2 separate regions of the Arachis hypogaea genome follow, and region 1 is linked to region 2. The links are chromatin contacts, called in public Hi-C maps. All regions are on one chromosome and are shown on one strand. The core of a region is the stretch at or near the end of the contact, and the rest is flanking DNA. Distances in the headings are between cores, read along the strand shown.

Region 1 (5,225 bases), core at 1,676-4,175, 230 kb after region 2:
CTAACGTCAACCAGAAGGGATGCCGACCTTCAGCCAGACGAACCTTGAAGTATTTGTCCTTGAAACCATGATAGGAATCTTCGAAAAGGGCAAAGATCCTCCGACTTTGAGCGAACCGGAAGGACATAAAGCCTTTTTTGGCTTTCCCCTCCTTTGAAGGGTTTGTAAGAGTAAAAAGGAATAAAAACACCTCGACAGAGGCCGGCAGCTCCAAGTATTCACAGACCATCTCGAAACAGCGGATCGAAGCCCAGCTGTTCGGATGCAATTGAGACGGCGCTACGTCACACCAGTTGAACAGCACCATTTGAAAAGGGGAAAGGGAATACACACTCCCAGTTGGGTGAATATCGCCTTCTAAAACCAGATCCAATCGGCAATCCGGGGGGAGTGCAGGTTTAGTTGGTATATCCGCTCGTGAGGGGCGGGCACGAAGACCTCGTAATTGGCCTCCTCGTCACTCCCACCACACAAGTATTTGGCTTGTCGGAACTCGGTGAGCTCCGCTACATCCATCTGGTTAGGGGAATCCTTCACGTCCGAAGTTACCCAGGCGTACCGGTCATAAGGTGCTCTCGCAATGGAAGCCTGCGCAACAGGACGTTGGGCCATACCTACAGTGAGGGCACCACTCACAGTTAGTCTAAGAGACCGGAAGATCGAGATGGCCCAGAAACTACAGTTTTCCTATTCGATAGCTATAGTCAAACAAAGGATAAATCTATGGCCAAAGTAAAGCCTAAAAAATCAACATTTTGGAATGGTAACCCCCTAATGCATCTACCTAACACTAACACCATGCAATCCAACCAAACAAGCAACGCACGTCCGAAAGCAAGATAGGAAAGCAAGCAGTATAACAGCAGAGCAAAGCTATACATATAGATAACTTACCAGGTTAATAGTAGTGATCGAAGAAGGATGAAAAACTAGGAGAAATCTGGACAAAGCAGAGATGCACAGCAAGGAGCTTGGAAAGGGTGAGAGGAGATGGAAGAGACGTGATGATAGTGGAAGAACTGGACGCGAAAATGAAGGAAAACCAAAAGGAAACTAAGACATGAAGAAGCGCGAAAGACAGGGGTAGAACAGTCATTTCACGTAGGATTTTGAATAACTCATTATGAGCATTAAATGCTCAGCGCAAAAAACGAGGCGAGAAGCGGCGCACCCCTGCAACGAAGAGACTCACGTGCGCAGGAGACGCGTCCCGAGCACGAGCGACCGGCAAAGCGACAACACACACAAAGAGGAACTGAACGCGCCAACTACGATGCTCACGGCCATAGCTGGCACATTGGGGGCACTGTTGCGGCCCAACCCAGCTGGCCACATAGCCGACCCGGCCCAAAATACGGTTCCACCCGACCCGAGCGGCCGAACTGCGGGGCATCACACGTCTTGACCCTGACCCGGACACCTCTCCTCATATGGAGCCAGCTACCCCACAGTTGGAGCTAGAAAAGTTCGAGGAAGGTGGGTCTGTCCTCGTGGGACCCACCCCTCTGATAAGGTATAAAAGGGGAGGGCCCTACCCCTCCCCAAGGTACGTCACTACCACCTTTTTACTCTACGTTACCTGCGTACTTTCTGACTTGGGCGTCGGAGTGTCATTGCAGGTGGCATCCCCCACGCCTCACGAAGAGCTCGAGAGGTTGTCGGCTTGCGCATCTCACGTACAGACCCAGATCCAGGCTGATCCCCACCTTCTCATCTGGAGCACCCCTCTTTCCCGTCCGAAGCTCCGAGCTACCGAACACTATAAACGAGATACATGCAAAATTATCTCGTTTACAGTGTAAACGAAATAAGAGAAGAATATTTATTTCGATAAATATTTTTTAAATTATTTAATTTGATAATTATTATATTTAATTTATTTATTAAAATAAAAAATTCAGATTATACATACATTGGTCCGGATCAAAATTGAAAACTGAATGTGTACGTGTTATAGAGTTATTGTATTGAGGAGCTTTCTATGGTGGTGAAAGTATCTTCATGACCTTAAAAGACCAAGAAACATAATGAAATAGAAAATAATTTTGGGGTTCTTTTGTAAATATGGGGTTCTCATCACAAGAACCAATCCATCCACCACAGATGCACTTGGCAACCTGTGCTTCAACGCGTCAATGACGGCTGTGCCGTTGGCAAAAATTTTTCCATCGACGACCTTCTAGACTTCTCCGAATTCCAACAAAAAAAAAGACAGCACCTCGAAAATTTTTCACAGGACCGTACTGAAGATGACTCCAACTCCAACTCTTTCACTGCCACTGTGGACTCCGACTCCATTTTTGCTGGCAAATTGTCCTTTGCTTTGTCCGTTAACAATAGTTTTTTTCTTCTCTTCTTTTAGTTACTCTTTGCTCAACAACATTGTCTGCTCTTCGTTCCTCTACCTCAAGTGGACAACGAGCAAGTTGAAACATCGACTTTCGATTGTGGTTCTGAAACTGAGATCGAGGTTTTGAATTGAATAGATCTCTAACAATTAATTTGTTAAAATTTTTTCAGTAGACCTCATTAACTTTTTCTTTCAGATAATAATAATAATAATAATAATAATAATAATAATAATAATAATAATAATAATAATAATAATGAAATTTCATCAAACAATTTTTGAAAATTATAAATAAAAAAATGGAAGAGAGCATGAATGTGGTAACTCGTAATGCAGCATAGGTATATTTGTACATTAAATTTATTTATTTTTCATAGTATAAAGTCTGATTGTGTATCTGTCATTGTTGGACATGAGAGAAATAAGTCATGGACAACGTGAAAAGTAGGTTTAATCGTTGAGAATATGAGGAAGGAACACTTGGGTAGGATTTAGAATTAGGCATGACTTTAATTTGATCTTTTTATGAACTATAATCTAAATTATAAAAGTTGGGTAAAGAATGAATTCCGGTCATACAAATAGAATATTTTAAATTGTAATTTGAATTTTTTAAATTTTAAATTTTATTTTAAATAATAAAGTATAACTTTTCTTCATTTATTTTATAAATAAAATTAAAAAAATATAAAAATAATTTAAAAATAAAAAATTATAATTTATTTTTTAAAATAAAATTTAAAAATTTAAAATTTAAAAAATCCAAATTGTTTAAATAATTGGTCCTCCAAACTCCACAATCTACTTTCCGACAATTCCTTGTATTGAAGGGAACTTTTAGGACAAGGGAAGTCCACATTCCACAACCCTAGCAGCACACTGACTGACTGAAAAAGGGTGAGGCAATGACGAGGGCGTACGGCGGGAAGGGGCGGAAGCGAAAGCTAGCTGAGCCCAAATACGACCGCCAGGAAGATCAAGATTACCACCAAGAAGACCAGCAACCGCAGCCAAAGCGCCAAGAACCAGAACAGCAACAACCACCCGCTGATAACAACGAAGAACTGCCGGGCATCCCTATTGCCCCAACCGAACTTCAAACTGACAAGCCCAACGTCATCTTCATCCTCGAAAAGGCTTCTTTGGAGGTCGCCAAAGTTGGCAAGGTAATAATTTTATTAAATTGCATTTTGGACCTATGGCTTTTGGTTATTGCGTTTCACTGTAAATTGGGGTCTTTTGAGTGCAGACTTATCAGCTCTTGAACTCGGATGAACATGGCCATTTCCTCCGAAAGAATAACAAGAACCCCGGTGATTATAGGCCTGACATTACTCATCAGGTTGGTTTGTTGGTTGAACTTTCTAGAATTTGTTTTTGACTTTGTTTTTTCAAATATTTACATGCCTACGAGTTTCAATTGGCTTTGTTATGGTCCTTGTTCGTATAACCAGAGTCACTCCTATGGTTAGTCTCTTCCTTTACCTCGTTAAACTTAATTTTCAACTTCCAAATGAATTTAGATGGTATGTTTTTTTCCACTTCATTTCTTGGATTTTTTACTCCGTCTGGCTAGTGTCTTGGGGACACTGAGAAAGTTATACCGTGGGGATTGAAATCCACGGTCTTAGCGTACATCTCAGAAGGAAGGACCGTGTCCATTTGTTGATAAGTGGGTGGAATGGAAGGGTAGGGTTAACATTAAAAACAAAAGTTATGTTTGGGAGCTTTAGCATAGCACATAGAATAGCAAGGAGTGGTGTGGCACTGGTCAAGAGGAACATGTTTGGAAGGATGCAGAAGCCCTCAGTTGCCGTCTCCGAACAGTAAAAATGATGATTCCAAATCGGGGGGTCTAAGACAGAGACAGGCGAGCGCAGTGCCCTCTCTCCCCTTGAGCACTCAAACAGCACAGGGTGGTCCGTTCTGCGCCTCCCTTCTCCTCTCCAATGCATTAGTGGCCCTTCCTTCCCACCTCCAAAAATCTTCCAAACATAGCCAAACGTTTTGAGCAGTTTGCTAAAGCCCTTAGGGCTTACTGTTATTGATGGATTGAAGCCTTCTCTTGTCCCATTCCCTCCTTATAAATCATTTTCAAACATGGGTATCATTAAAATATCACTGTCATTCCTCTGATCTTTATACTTCCAAACAATGTTCTAAATAGCAGGGTGTGTGTTCATTTGTTTACTTTTCTCTTGAAAGTTGTATCATTATAGCTTTTTCTTGCTGCTCTGTGTTATTTTAAATCTTGATATTTGCCAAATTATGTTTTTAGGCTCTTCTATCTATTTTGGATAGCCCACTGAATAAGGCTGGGAGGTTGCGCACAGTATATATAAAGACTGAAAAAGGTGTTCTTATAGAGGTTAAGCCATATGTTCGTATTCCCAGAACATTTAAGCGGTTCTCTGGTGTTATGTGTAAGTTACAACTTGTAGATTCCCATCTGTGTGCACTTTTATGTATTTTGTATTGAATTTTTCCAGCGAGAAAACTGAATGAGCTCTCATTTATCAAATCTCAATAAATTTTACTATCTTGCAGTGGAACTGCTGCAAAAATTGAGCATATCTGCTGCTGGCAAGCGTGAGAAGCTTCTACGCGCAATAAAAAACCCTGTAACCCAGTATTTGCCTCTTAACTCTAGAAAAATAGGTAACTTTTCTTTTACAATTGTATTGAAAATTGTTTCAAGCAAGGTTAAATGATTGTTGAGAAGGAGTTTCTCTTGTTGGTTGGAAAGAGAAAACAGTATGATGCTTGTTTCCATCTTTTACCGTCGTTTTTTTTTCCTTTTTCAATGTTAGGTCTCTCCTACAGTTCAGACAAGCTGGTAACCATGAGGGACTATGTATCAACTATACCCAGTAAT
Region 2 (5,120 bases), core at 1,476-3,975:
GATGCAGTGGATGAAGAGAGAAGCCTGGCTCCTGCAATAGTGGATGAGGGCAGTAGTGCAACTGGAATCGTGGAAACAAATGAAGGGCAACAAATATCTAAAATTGAAGAACAGTTGGCTGAGAATAGAAAGGCGTGGGATTTAGCTGTTGAATCCGGAGCAGTACAGTACGATGAAGAAGACGACTTAATGAGGATATTACAAGAACAAAATGAAGCGATAGCTGAGAAGAGGAGGATAGCAAAACTGAAAGAGAAGGTGCGAAGAAGCAGACCGAAAAAGTTTAAACAGTTGTGTAACAATGTTTTAAAATGATTTTTAGCTCTTGGAATGTTAGGGGGTTGAGGGGGGTTGGAAAATTGAGTATGATAAAAGAGCTAAAAAAAAGCAAAAATTAAATATGTTAGGCTTGGTTGAAACAAAATTGCAAGTTGTGAATAAATTCGATGTCGTACGTATTTGGGGAAGTGATGCGGTGGATGGGAGTTTGTAGGATCGGTAGGCACATCTGGGGGTCTGTTATTAATGTGGGATGAGTTGCTATTTAGAATGAATAACTGCTACAAAGAGGATAGGTGGCTATGTGTTGAGGGAGTTTTTTTGAAAAATGAGTTCCATTGTGCTTTCTGTTTGGTTTATGGTCCGCATATGAGAGTTGAAAAACTTGTTGTTTGGGAGGAACTGAGCTATATAGCAGGGTTATGTCAAGTCCCGATATGCTACTTGGGTGACTTCAATGAGGTGATACAGGTTGATGAAAGGAAAAATCAGGACAGATTAACAGCGTCTGCAGAAGATTTCAAGGGTTGGATCCAAGATATGCAATTAGTGGACTTACCACTGAATGATCGCAAGTTTACATGGTATAGAGGTAGATCCTGTAGTCATATTGACAGAGTCCTGCTGAGTGTAGAATGGACTGAAGAGTTCCCGGAGATTCGTTTAAAAGGTGGTCCGAGAGGCTTGTCAGATCATTGCCCAATAATAGTCGAAGTTACTAAGTTTAGAGGAGGCCCACGTCCGTTCCGGACTTTAGACTCATGGTTTACACATGAAGGATTCCTAAGAATGGTCAGGGAGGAATGGCGGAATATTGGAGAGGGACAGTTCACAGATAAATTGAAGGCTCTTACGGTGCCTTTGGGAAAATGGCATAAAGAGAAATTTAGTGACTTGGAAAAGAAAATTCAGCGTTTTGAGGAGGAGATCAAGAGGGTGGATGATATGGTTGGAAATGGTGTCTATGATGGTACTATGGAGGCTAGAAGGAAGGCTCTAGTAAGTTGTTGCAAGCAGTGGTATGTGAGGAAAGAGGTACATTGGAAACAGATGTCGCGTTCTAGGCATGCGAAGGACATGGATAGAAACACTCGGTACTTTCATAGTTTGGCGTCGGCAAGAAGAAGGAACAATAGGATCGATGCTTTGGTGATTAATGGTAGGTTGGTAAGAAATCAAGGTAGGATCAAGATTGCCATCAGAGACTTCTACAGAGAGTTGTATCACCAGGAGAGATCCCCGGTAATAGGGTTTAGAGACGGTCTGGTTAATCAGATTAACGAAGAAGAATCCAGTGCATTGGAGTGCATACCATCATTGGTGGAGATTAGGGAGGCTGTTTGGGACTGTGAATCCTCTAAGGCTCCAGGAAGTGATAGGTATAATATGAACTTCATCAAAAAGTGCTGGGATGAGATCGGCACGGAGTTCTCGACAGCTGTTCTGGATTTCTTTCGGTCATCAAGGTTGCCGCCTGATTCCAATGTTACTTGGGTGGCTCTGGCTCCGAAGTTCACTGGAGCCAAAGAGATCAAAGACCTCAGGCCGATCAGCATGGTTGGATGCATCTACAAAGTCATTTCAAAGGTGATGGTCAGAAGGATGAGATCAGTGATGCCAGGCTTAGTAGGGGAGACTCAAAGTGCATTTGTGAAAGGTTGGAAAATTCATGATGGGGCTCTGATTGCGTGCGAAACAGTGCAATGGCTGAAGGCAAGGAAGAAGAAGGCGGCAATTATTAAATTAGACTTCCAGAAGGCTTATGATAGAGTGAAGTGGAACTTTGTGGATATTGTGCTGCAGAAGATGGGATTTGGGCGGAGATGGAAAGAGTGGGTTAGGGAGTGTATCGGTTCAGCGTCCATGGCAATTCTGATAAATGGCTCCCCTTCCAAACCATTCAAGATGGAGAGAGGCTTGAGACAAGGTGACCCTTTGTCCCCATTCTTGTTTGTTCTGGTAGTGGAGGTCTTACACAGGATGATAGGGGAGGCAGTGAGAAACAGACGAATCTCGCCGCTGCTGGTGGGGAAGGAAAACATAGAGTTATCACATCTCCAGTTTGCAGACGATACTATTTTATTTTGCCCACCGGAGGAGGAGACCATTAGAAACTATGCCAGACTCTTAAGGTGTTTTGAGATTATGTCGGGGTTAACGATTAACTTTGATAAATCCAGCTTAATCCCAATCAATTGTGAACAGCTCTGGACTGACAACATGTGTAGCTTATTGGGATGTAAAGAAGCGAACCTCCCAGTCCGTTATCTTGGCATTCCTTTAGGAGCAAACCCGAGGCTGGTAAAGACATGGAAGCCGATAATTGACAAGGTTGAGGAAAAGCTCAGTTTGTGGAAGGCTAAGGTGCTAAATAAAAGCGGGTAAGCTAGTCCTTATTAAGTTTGTGTTGAATAGCTTGCCAGTGTACTATCTAAGCCTGTACAAGATGCCGAAGGCCGTGGCAGAAAAGTTGATATCATTACAAAGAAGATTCTTATGGAGTAAGGAGGAAGGTAGGAATGGGATAGCACTAGTCAAGTGGGAAGTGGTTCAGGCCCCTAAAAAGGAGGGAGGCTTGGGGGTAGGAGATGCAGTGATTAGGAACTCCGCCCTACTATTTAAGTGGTGGTGGCGATTTTCAAAGGAGGAGTGCCCTTTATGGAAGAAGGTTGTTTGCTCCTGTTACGACCTGAAGCCCAATATGATGTTATCATCTCAGCAAATGCCTACTAAAGGGGGACCGTGGAAGGACATATGCCAGTTGCAGCTCAAGGATAGTAATGTAAGGGACAAGTTGATTACTGGGTTGTCTATGGAGGTGGGTGATGGCAGGAGGACTCTTTTCTGGAAAGATGTCTCGTTACAAGGCGGTTCCCTCAGGTTGAGGTTTCCGAGACTTTTCTCTATTTCAAACCAGCAAGGATCTGTCATAGGGGATTGCGGATTTTGGGATGGGCTAGAGTGGGTATGGAATTTCCAGTGGAGGCGAGGCCTATATCAATGGGAGTTGGAATTATTGAACAGGTTACATGAGGTTTTAAGGCCTATAAAACTAGCAAGTGATAAGCAAGACAGACTTGTATGGAAGTATGGCAAGGAAGGAATTTTTTTAACTAACTCTTTTGTGCAGGTGGTGCAATCAGAGACTCTCCCAGAGGATATCACAAGTTTCAGCTTCACCAGAACCATTTGGAAAGGTTTGGCGCCACCACGAGTGGAGTTATTTATTTGGTTTGTGCTGATAGAAAGAGTAAACACTAAAGAAAGACTACATAGATTGGGAATACTTAGGCATGGGGACAATATATGTGTGTTTTGTAAAAGAGATGTTGAACATATTTACCACATGTTCCTGGGGTGTGAGTTTACTTGGCAGGTATGGTGTCGATGGCTTTCTGATCTCGGGAGAGCGTGGTCTATTCCGGGCTCACTCAAGGAACATTTTGAGAGTTGGACAGGTGTCGTGAACAGTAATGAGGAGCGGAATCAGTGGTTAAGGTGCTTCTTTGCGGTCATTTGGAATATATGGCTTGAGAGGAACAGACGTATTTTTAATTCCAAAGAAGGTGGTTCAGAAGAGGTGTATCAATGGTCCTTGACCAGTTATAGAGAGTGGAGTAGCAGGAACCGTGTTGTTGTTGATGGCAATGCCGGAGATGACAACAGGGGTAGTTGATTTACTTTGCTATATTTCCTTTATTTTAATGTCCTCAGTTTGATTGTATGCTGCTCCACTGTATTGTGTTGAGCTTTCTTGTTCAAAAAATTAAAACTTTTCAGTGCTTGAACAATTGTTTGAACAAATAGAAGGTGATTTAGGTGATGAGAACATTTGTGGAATAAAACACACTGCAGAAAGGATTTCAAGAACTAACAGCATTTTTTCAAGTTGTTGACGGTACTGGAGATTCATACATAGTCCTGCATATATAACATTGGTGATCAACAAAGATGCAATCGAGAGGAGAGGAGGAGTATGGCGGTGATTGCGAACCGTGAGGGGAGGAGGGTTGTGGCGGTGATTATGAACCGCGAGGGGAGACTGTGGCGGTGGTGATGAGAAATTGCGACGAGAATGGCAGTGTGGTGGTGATAAATTGCGACGAGGAGGGCGCTGTGGTGGTTGGCAGCGCTGAGAATCGCAAGGGAGGCGCTGTGGTGTTTGACGGCGGTGCAAATCGTGAGGGAGGATGACACTCCTGAAGGACGACGATGGCGAGAGTAGTTCGAGTGGGAGTGGGACACAATCACAGTGCGTTATCTTATGGGGATGTGAGAGAGGAAGAGAAGAATACGGCATTATGGGAATTGTTTTATAAAATCTAATTTTTCAAACCATTGATGTCAATTAATAATAACTTAATAAAATAAATTAAAATAACTATAATTAATTGAGTTGTTTAATTTTTGCCTCGTTAGACATTTAGTTTCTTATATTTTTTCTTTTCAAAATATTGGATAAACTCTGTGGTTTGTGTATAAATAGTTAAATACAGAGAGTTGTAACAGTGTTTCGTACTGTGTTATTCATAATCAACACTTCTTGACTCAAACCTGATAGAGTAAAAAATCAATTAACCACGCAAGTTGACGTCGTATTCCCGTGCACCGCACAGGGTAGTGCACTAGTAGGTTTTGTAAATAGAGAAGATGAGAGAACCTTTTTAGTCTTGATCAAAAAAAAAAAAAAGAAAAGAGATTTTTGCCCTCAGTGTGTATATATATATATATATATATATAAGACAAGGAATTTGAATTTTCTTGTGAAAACAACAAACTAAGCTAAACCCCAAATTGGCACTTCTTATTTAAACTATACATATTTATCATTACATATTTAT

The links. Hi-C and Micro-C count contacts between places; a contact is called where the count stands out from the background.
Region 1: a Hi-C map of leaf shows a contact between it and region 2, with 1.9 times the contacts expected there. The contact joins the promoter of LOC112727592 here to the promoter of LOC112730174 in region 2. A contact is called at or near these places in 4 of 8 Hi-C or Micro-C datasets (leaf and an unstated tissue).

Annotation. Positions count from the first base shown.
Region 1 is chr12:83,550,054-83,555,278 of arahy.Tifrunner.gnm2.J5K5, forward strand. LOC112727592 reads left to right here and starts at 2,926. Exons shown (of 7, transcript XM_025777399.2): 1 at 2,926-3,516; 2 at 3,600-3,692; 3 at 4,629-4,773; 4 at 4,898-5,008; 5 at 5,161-5,225. The coding sequence starts at 3,256.
Region 2 is chr12:83,316,143-83,321,262 of arahy.Tifrunner.gnm2.J5K5, forward strand. It overlaps LOC112730174, which reads left to right and starts at 2,726. Exons shown (of 3, transcript XM_025780274.1): 1 at 2,726-3,303; 2 at 3,410-3,476; 3 at 3,656-3,955. The coding sequence starts at 2,726. The coding sequence ends at 3,955.